Regions from separate parts of the Mus musculus genome. Here regions 2 and 3 are each linked to region 1. A link is a contact called in public HiChIP or PLAC-seq and promoter capture Hi-C data. All regions are on one chromosome and are shown on one strand. Each heading gives the region's core, a stretch centred on a gene start, on an enhancer-like site or on the middle of the called end of the contact. The rest is flanking DNA. Distances are from core to core; before and after follow the strand shown. Region 1 holds the start of Psmd13 (proteasome (prosome, macropain) 26S subunit, non-ATPase, 13). Region 2 holds the start of Rnh1 (ribonuclease/angiogenin inhibitor 1). Region 3 holds the start of Drd4 (dopamine receptor D4).

Region 1 (2,976 bases), core at 256-2,755:
CCCGGTCTGGTCTACAGAGCAAGTTCCAGGCCAGTCAGAGCTATACAGCCACAGCTAATCTCAAACAAACCAACCAACCAACCAACCAAGCAAGCAAAAATTGTCTGGAGACGTGGCTCAGTGATAGTTTAAGAGCATTTTGAAGACTCAAACTGGGTTCCTAGCACCTACACCAGTTGGCTTACAACTGCCTGCAACTCCAGTTCCAGGAGATCTCTTCTGGCATCCTTGGGCGCACACACGTTAAAAGTAAATAAAAATGAATAATAATAGTTTGTAATTATATTCAACATCGTCTGAGCTGTCTGGTAAGTCATTACCTTAATGAGACCATCTCCTTGGGCAAAGCATGGGTCCTGCACAAAATCAAGCACCTCAAGTGTCAGCTGATGCCACAACCTACAAAACAAAAAGCCCTCAGTCCCACATCCTAATGTGAAGAAAAGGATGCCTTCAGCCTTGACGGTCCCATCAAACACCAAGTATTTCCCAGGTCCCACTGCACAGCCAGGAGTTAAAGCAAGCGCCAGCCAATTCAAGCCTATTTCTGGACTGACTTTGCTTGCACCCCCTAGTCACTTATCCTTTCAAGACTCAGTTTTCTTAGGTAACACTGGAGAACACTTTTTGAGACAGCGTCAACTCCCACTCTGAGTGTCAACTGGAATTCCAATGCCACAACCTACAAAACAAAAAGCCCTCAGCCCCACATCCTAATGTGAAGAAACGGATGCCTTCAGCCTTGAAGGCATTGGTTGTGACTTTAGAATTCTACAGCTATATTTTGAACTCCATTCTCTCTTACTTATTAGCTGAATACCTCACAGAATAGAAAACTGATATTCAATCTTATCTGTCAATAGGAAGGATGAAATAAGCCAATACTTTAAAAAAGCCAATATATGAACCTTTAGGACACCGAAATAGCATACTTCATACCAAGACTAAAGGATAATATTTAATAATAGAGATAAAAGTGTTTTGAAAAACACAAAATGTTACACCATATATAGGCAGGTACATACTAAACACTGAAAAATTTCTCTTGAAATCACTAAGAGTTTTAACTGCTGGACATTGTCATGTGGAAAGGTTCTGAGGAAGAGGTGTTTTTTCATAGGCAAATTCTTATATCAAAGTCAGCAATTCGTAATTGTTCTTATCAAAGCTGGTAAGGCTGGAACGCAGGGAGTCTAGATACAGAACCCTGTTAACAGCTCTGCTCCTAAGGCTATCTCGACCCCTTTCCTCCACATCCCTGACCCTCCGGACTGATCAGAGCCCCTGGCCCTCCCACAGTCCTCTCCCTCCCGCCCCAGCCTCGGAGCTCACTTCTTCGTGTACAGCTCTTCCAAACGGTGCCAAACGGCAGCCTGGCCCGGCCCGGAGCTCTGACTCTGCTGTAAGAAGGCCGGCACATCCTTCATGATTGCAGAGAGCTGGGAACAACACAAGCACTAAGCAGTCAGAACCGGCAGGGATGGCGCACGGAAGTGCTCGCTCACTTCCGGCACCGCGGGCGCGCGGGGCATGCTGGGAGCGTCCCACTAGCCTCACGGGTTGCGGTCGTCAAGGTAACCGCGTTCTTGACTTCCGCTAAACTTCTCCCGGGTTTCTGGCCCTGCCCTTGAGGCATTAAAGAGTAGAGGTGCCTGGGGACAGCTAGCCACTGACTGGTCACGTAGCCTCAAGCCTGCAGACTTGGGTCCTCTGAAACCGGATGGCGTTTGGCGAGGACTAGGTGTGATGCAAATCGCTCAGAGAGCATTAGTTATCACCCGCCTACTCAAGGAGGTCGAGAGCGGCGTAAAACGATGAAATCTCCCGGTTTGGCTTCCCAACCAATAAGTCAGAGTCCCACAGAGGGAGAAGCTGCCAGCACCAGGCATAAACACAGCCTTCCACACTTCGGGTTATCGTGCGGGGGCTGGGCTGGGCTCGGCCGAGGGAAGGCGCCGGAGGGCGGCACTTGGCCAGAGGGGGGGCGGGAGTAAGAGTGCCGAGAGGGCGGGGCTTGGCTCACGGGGGCGGGGATTCGGATGGCGCTTGACCCTCTAGGCGCCGTCGTCCTGCAGAGCATCATGGCGCTAAGCGGTCGACTGGCATTGGCCGCGCTCAGACTGTGGGGTCCGGGAGGTGAGCCACGGCAGGGGAGACACGGGATCTCGCAGATAGGCTATCAGCGGCGTTTTAGGGGCGGGTAGCTGGAAGCAATTGTGGGAGTAAGGACCCGGCAGGCGCGCCCTTCTACAAGGTTTTGCTGACCGGCCATCACTACCTTCTCCTTAAAGGTGTTTTTCTATGTAACTATTGCAGCACAGTCTTTGAAATATTTTATAGAAGTTCGTTGTATGGATGTCTTATAATTTATATCACCATTTCCTTATTGAATACTTTCTAATCTTGAATTATTACAAATAACGTGATAAATAAACGTGTTTGCACCCCATTTGGACCACAAATTCTCAGTAGACAGCCTTGGGTAAGGTTACGTGGTTTGTATTATTTTGAGACTGGTCTCTTGTTCAAACTGGCCTTCAGCTGGCTGTGTGAAGGAGGATGACCTTGAACTCCGGATCCACCTTGCTTCCACCTCCCTCCAAGCGTCGGAGACTACAGTCACATGCCACCACATCCAGCTGTTACTTGTGTTTTAATTGTCCCCCATAAAGGTTGTGAAACTAAAAATTTTTACCAACAGTCATACTGTCTGCAAAATAGTAACATGTCTCATAGAGTCCTGAGAGTGATCAATAATAGGGATATTTTCAGTTTGAAATAAGTGAGTATATTAAGTTAGAGAGAAATCATCACACTGCATATTCAAAAAAAAAAAAAAAAGTCAGCAGACGTCTATTGGCTATCTTTAAGGTAGCTCGGTGGAACTCCCAGTAAAGAGTCCTTGCCAGAACAGAGTGACCCTTTCAGTGAGGTTTTTAGTAAAGCAACAGATGGAAGTAATATCAAATTGGACAC
Region 2 (2,723 bases), core at 58-2,557, 290 kb before region 1:
TTTTCTGTAAGTCCAAGATGCCAACTGATGACATTCTTGGCTTTTGGTTAGTGGAAGCTACTGGTCTGCTAAAGGATTCCAAAAGGATGCTGGGTGTGGTGACACTTGCCTTTCCTACCAGCAGTCAGGGGGAAGAGGAAGCCACATCTCTGTGAGTTGTAGGCCAGCCTGATCACAAGATATTAGTTGCAACACAGGTAGGCAAGGAAGAGCTGTTCTAGAGGGGTAGAACTAGCCCAGGATAAGGCAGCCTCTGGAACTGCACCAGCCCAATTTCTCCACAGCACTGAAACTCTAATCAGCCAGTCTCTGTAGATACAGCTTCTTTTCAGGAATTCTCCTTCATGGCAGCAACAAATAAAGGCTGGCTGGCCAAAGTTTTCCTTCTAATTGGGCAGGCTTTAATCTTTCCCCAAAGAACTGATCCCCAACTTCACAGGTCAGTTGTTGGTATTGGTTCCATGAGGATGGCTCTGCAGCGATGAAGATTAAGCTCTGTCTGTAGTGGCCACTGCACAGGGTTTATGAAGCTGAGTTCCAGCCTCTTTTCTTGCCTGTCTCTTTGCCTCCTTCTCTCCCTTCAGGGCTCCCTGTCCCAGGTCTTTTAGGGAACACAATTCCTGATTTCCTATGCTGGCCTGCTAGACTCTCCTTTACTTGTATTATTAAAGTTCCCGGAGGGACTCAGAACAGCATCTGGCAAATGACAAGTGTTTAACAAACACTTAGGTGGATGGATGCCAGTTCCTTGGCAAGGGTGTGTGTGGCCATTTGTGCAAGAGAGCAGGGCTCCTGAGTGACAAACTCTCAATGCTGACTTTTTCCACAGTGCTAGAATCCCAGCACTCAGGAAGCAAATCTGCATGTTCAAGGCCCTCCTGGGCTACACATCAAGACCTTATTTCAAAAATACAGAAACCAAAAGCAAATCCTATAACTTGGGAGTATGTTACAAAGTTTAAACATGGGCTGGAGGGATGGCTTAGGACACTGCTCTTCCAGAGCACCCAGGTGTAGTTCCCAACACCTGAATGGTGGCCATTCCCCAAGAATCTGATACCCTCTTCTGGCCTTCCTGGGCACGATGCACAGATATATATGCAGATGAAGCATTCATATATAAACGATATTTAAGACAAATATCAGAAATGCTTAGTGACGAAATGCTTGAGAGCCCCATGCATCAGAGGCTCTCGACATCCCAAGCCCTATCCCCAGGGAGAAAGGCTGTTCATAATGAACACTGTTCTAGCCATGAAAACCTGGTCGGCCTGTAGGAGAGATGGGTGTGTTCATACCAGAAGCTCTCATCACAGTCACACCCATTTCGTGGCAGCTGTGGATCATTTTACGTATTTTTAGTCAGGCTCAAAGAAGTGACTCAGGTTTGTCAAGTTCTGTTCCCAAAGTGCAGCCTGCATGTGGGAGGGACAGACCTAGTGGGCGGTCTCCAGTAGGCAAAGTGAAAGGCTAGTTGGGGCCAGAGAAAGAGAAGCGGCGAAAGTCTCTACGCCCCGCCCTGGGCGGAAGAAAACGGATCGTCTGGGACCTCTTGCAGCGGCACCAGGTGAGCAAGGGCCATGTTCCGGGGCGCCCGGCTGCCTTTGAGAGTTTTTTTCGGGTCCCTTCCTGGCCCTCTTAATACGTGGCAGAGCGGCTGGACCAGAAGGTTTGAGGGATCAAAAAATTGGGCGGGGGCGGGATCACGGGCCCGGCGAGTCTCTGAGGCCTGTTCCTCCCTTAGGGTGACACATTTGTGCCTCAGAGGAGCCTTGCTTGGTGCTTGAAGGCTGACCTCATAGCTCCGTCGCCAGCGACCTGTTCGCTCGCTCACTTTAAGGCCCAAAGAGGGTGTCTTCAGATCCTAGGATTAACCCAACAGCTAGGAGCAGCTAGTTAGCAATATCCAATCACATCAAAGCAGAGGCCTGAATCATGCTTCTAAGCCAGGCTGGTGGGACCTCCTGCCTGGTCCCAAGGCCAAACAGGGGGAGGAGTGTGGGAGAAGAACCAGCTGCCTGGGTTCTTTCACATCCCTTGCCCCTGACCTCAGATGATCGTCAGGACTGGCTGGCACCCTGCCTCCCATAAAGTCCAGTCCTGTGCTTTCCTCAAAGGTAGATACTCTAGGACCCTGTAGTCTGTAGTGCATAAGAGAGCAGGTGTGGGTTGCACCTGTGACTAGAAGTACTGTAGCTACCCCACCCCAGTGGCAGTGCCCTAGTGATGACTGGCTTTGGATGACACATCTGATCCAGGCAGTGCTGGTTTTACTCCCTGGCGAGTTGTGGGTGGGGCTAACTGGTTTCTCCATGCCCTGGCTATATGTCCACAGTGAGTTATCTCTGCCGTTGCCTCAGTTTTCCCTGTCACTAGCCCTTGTGTCAATATGTGTAAAGTGCTCCTGGTTAGCATTAAGGGGGTATCCTCCTAGCCCTGGGAAGGAAGGGGAAGACCCCGTTAGTAAAGCCATGTTGTGCCAGGCACTGTAACTTCACACAGAGCTGTTTGCCAGTTTCGGTAACTGTTATAGAGAGCAGCTGAAGTGACTTCTGTTTCTCTTAAACAGAACCTAGTACCGCTCTCCCTTCAGTGCTAGGAGCACAGCACTGATCTCTTCTTTCAAGCCTTCCAGGATACCCACATGCTGTCCAGGCTAGCTTGCTTGACAGATAGTTGCTTAGGAATGTGGAGACATGGGTATTTGTCTCTAGGCCTCAGAT
Region 3 (3,063 bases), core at 261-2,760, 410 kb before region 1:
GACTTAGGTCTTCTTTGGTTATGTGAGAAGCTTGGGTAAGACCCAGGGGGGTTGATAACATCTAGGGGAGAGGAGGCCCTAAATTCTTAAGCCTGGCCCCCTAAACACAAATCCTACCCACCTCCAAGACTCGAGTTATCCTCCCTGCATGAACTGTCACTGCTGTGGGGCTTTGGATAGGTCTCTTCACTTGCTGGACACATGGCAATTGTCCTGAGGACAAATGTGTCCTAAAAATACAAAGACCTCGCCGGGCTGTCTGTGAATCTGCTGCACGGAGTGTTCTTTTTCAAGGGCAAAGGAGCACACAGCCGTCTCAAACCAGCCGTCCCCAAATCCCTTCACACTGATTTGGGATGATTATGAGCTTAAGAATCATCACAGTGACGTCTGTGCCTTGGGGAGGACCTGGGGTCAAGTGTGGCCACTGGCCTCTGCTCCAGCTCCAGAACTCAGGGTCTTCTTTAGAAATACCATTCACCCCACCCCACCCTGCCCAAACCGTGGGCAGATAAGAATTGCCAGTAACCACAGCAGACCCACCTACGAGCCAGACCTGATCTGGGGTGTCTGTGTTCCAGGAGTCTCCAAAAGGTCCTGAACCCACTCCCTTTAGCGGCCCCTCAGGTTCAGTATCCTGCCCAGGCCTCTCTGCCTTCACCCTTTGCTGCTCCGAGCTCCTGGGAGCTGGGTGGCTGCAGGCTTTGGGCTTCTTCCGAAGGGTGAGAGTGAGCTGGCACAGGCTGGGGTGTGTGTGTGTGTGTGTGTGTGTGTGTGTGTGTGTGTGTGTGTGTGTTCCCAAAAGGCAGTAGTCATCGGTAGTGATGCTGATGCTGCGTGTCTGCACTTTCGCCTGTCTAGCTAGCTGTTTTTTGCCACAGGCTGGGGGATGCAGCATTTCTGCAGTGGAAGCCAGGGCTTAAATAGGAAGGACAATTTTCTGCGATTCTTGGTTTTAGGGACACGAGTCCTCTCTGGGTAGGTAGCTCTCAGACAGAGTAGGAAGGAATCCAGAGGATGGTAGGGTGACGGACAAGAGGAAAAGTAGGCGAAAGATTCTGAAGAGCGGGAGAGAGTGGATAGTCAGGAGTGAGGAGACCTGACGTCCCTGCAAACACCCTGGCTCAAGGTGGCTGAGGGTCCAAGCGCGAAACTGCGCTGGGGCTGGGGGGCTGGGAGCAGTGGAGGTAGGGGAAGAGCGCACCGAGGCTCACCTCGGAGTAGACAAAGAGAGGCAGCACCAGCACCGCGAGGAGGAGGTCGGCAGCAGCCAGGCTCACGATGAAGTAGTTGGTGGGTGTCTGCAGCGTGCGCTCGGAGGCCACGCTCACGCACACGAGCGAGTTCCCTGCCAACACCAAGCCGATGAGCAGCACGCCCCCCACCAGCGCCGCCGCGCCCGCGCCCCCAAGCCCGGCGCCAGTCCCCAGGGATTCTGGCCCACGCCCGGCCAACAGCCCACCGTCCTCAGTAGCGCTGCTGTTCCCCATGGTGCCACTGCTGAACCCGCTCCGGGAGGCGCTGAGCCTGGGGATTTGCAGGCAGGGGCTACCCGGAATCCCGCCCCCAGCGCGTCCAGCCCCGCCCCGCCCCGGCTTGAATTTCTGAACTCTAGGAAATTGGCAGAGGGAGAAATGCTTCAATTCAAGAGAAATGAGCGAAGTGACTGGCATAAAAAGGCTAAGCAGCGGCTGATGTGTCCCCTCATCGGGGCTAGTTTGTGCTTCCAGAAACCTAGGTAGAAAAGCAGGTTGTCTGGACCAGATTCGTCAGAGCCAGCCATCCCATCCTGGCCAGGAGACAGGCCACTAAATTACCTGTCAAAAGCGGCTCTCCAAGATACCTTGGAGGATGTGGAGAACCTATCTATACTCCTGCACTGGGGTCCTTCCCACGTGGGAAACCATCAGCTCTGGTTCTGGAACAGGTTAAAGGCTCCTCGCCTCTTTCACTAACGGTTCTGGGCTTAGCAATACTGAGCAGCACACCAAGCTCATTCTCTGTGGGCAGATGTGCAGCAACTCTTGGGATCCAGGCCTTGGCTGGCCCTACTTTTCTCACCATCTCTCTTCCCAAGTCTCCATCAGTCAGTGCTTAAGCGGACCATGGTGAAATTGATAATTGGCACCTCCAAGGCCCAGTCTTAACTTTTTATCTAATATATTATTATTAATTTTATTATTGTTGTTGTTGACTTTTCAAGGCAGGGTTTCCCTGCGTATGTCCTAGAACTTATTCTGTACAGCAGGCTAGCACTGAACTCAGATCCTTCGGCCTCCCCTCTGTCTCCGGAGTGCTGGAATTAAAGAGTGTGGACCACCATGTCTGGTTCAGCCTTAAGCCTTAACCATCCTCTGTGGGCCGCTGAGTGGTTACCCCACTTCCTATCTTGACCCTCAGCTTCCTTGCATTTGATACTGTATGGCACGCTGACTACCAGGGTTACCTGACAAGGACTCTCTGAGCTGAGAGAACTCTCACATGGGGGCTCTTTTCCCAAGCCACATCTGGAGGCCATACTTTTCTCTGTGCCAGCACAGGAACCTAGGCTGGAACAGGACAGCACAGGTTGAGAGGACACTGTAGAATCAGGACAGGAGAAGAGACAGCAGCAAGGACAGTCCCTGGAAGATTGGGAGCCCTTGCAGTGAAAGTACCTGGGGACTATGCTGATGAAAGAATTTTTGTATATGGGCTTACTAATGCTGAGAGAGATTACCTGGAGTCCTGTGACTAAAGGGCTATCTTCAAGTGGAGGTAGACTGTAGTTGGTATTTGCTACTTTGTGGGTTCTTCTCTCTCCCACCCTTTATCTCCCCTCCCCCTGTTACACCCCCTATCACTAGATGGGAGGAAAAGAAAGAGAGAGGGGAGGTGGGAGAGATCCCTTTATTTCTTCTTTGAGCATGACTACTAGACTACTAACAGACAGCATCCAACCCCGGCTCCCCCAAACATCAACCACCACACCCCACCTCTCGGGGCCCTGGCATTTATATAACTGAAAAGTTCCCAGAATTCCAAACATCACACAATTGCAGAAACTATCTGCAGCTGGCAAAA

What was found. Promoter capture Hi-C pulls out the DNA fragments that hold promoters and counts their contacts. HiChIP or PLAC-seq counts read pairs in DNA pulled down with a chosen protein or histone mark.
Region 2: a contact with region 1 is called in a promoter capture Hi-C map of liver. The contact joins the promoter of Rnh1 here to the promoter of Psmd13 in region 1. A contact is called at or near these places in 23 of 39 promoter capture datasets (the 3T3-L1 cell line, 3T3-L1-derived adipocytes, the C10 cell line and 16 more), 2 of 15 datasets of contacts at CTCF or cohesin (the NIH/3T3 cell line and embryonic stem cells), 9 of 484 Hi-C or Micro-C datasets (B cells, CD4 T cells, CD8 T cells and 6 more), 28 of 115 datasets of contacts at active chromatin or transcription factors (the 230-238 cell line, the SCID.adh cell line, bone marrow-derived macrophages and 17 more) and 5 of 9 other capture datasets (adipose tissue, embryonic stem cells, liver and 2 more).
Region 3: an H3K4me3 HiChIP or PLAC-seq map of embryonic stem cells shows a contact between it and region 1, with 2.5 times the contacts expected there. The contact joins the promoter of Drd4 here to the promoter of Psmd13 in region 1. A contact is called at or near these places in 4 of 39 promoter capture datasets (the C10 cell line, embryonic stem cells and hippocampal neurons), 1 of 484 Hi-C or Micro-C datasets (embryonic stem cells) and 1 of 115 datasets of contacts at active chromatin or transcription factors (embryonic stem cells).

Annotation. Positions count from the first base shown.
Region 1 is chr7:140,880,923-140,883,898 of GRCm38.p6, reverse strand. It overlaps Psmd13 (proteasome (prosome, macropain) 26S subunit, non-ATPase, 13), which reads right to left and starts at 1,505. Exons shown (of 13, transcript NM_011875.4): 1 at 1,333-1,505; 2 at 321-399. The coding sequence starts at 1,427. It overlaps Sirt3 (sirtuin 3), which reads left to right and starts at 2,030. Exons shown (of 7, transcript NM_001127351.1): 1 at 2,030-2,136.
Region 2 is chr7:141,167,520-141,170,242 of GRCm38.p6, reverse strand. It overlaps Rnh1 (ribonuclease/angiogenin inhibitor 1), which reads left to right and starts at 1,307. Exons shown (of 10, transcript NM_145135.3): 1 at 1,307-1,567.
Region 3 is chr7:141,290,465-141,293,527 of GRCm38.p6, reverse strand. It overlaps Drd4 (dopamine receptor D4), which reads right to left and starts at 1,510. Exons shown (of 4, transcript NM_007878.3): 1 at 1,215-1,510. The coding sequence starts at 1,490.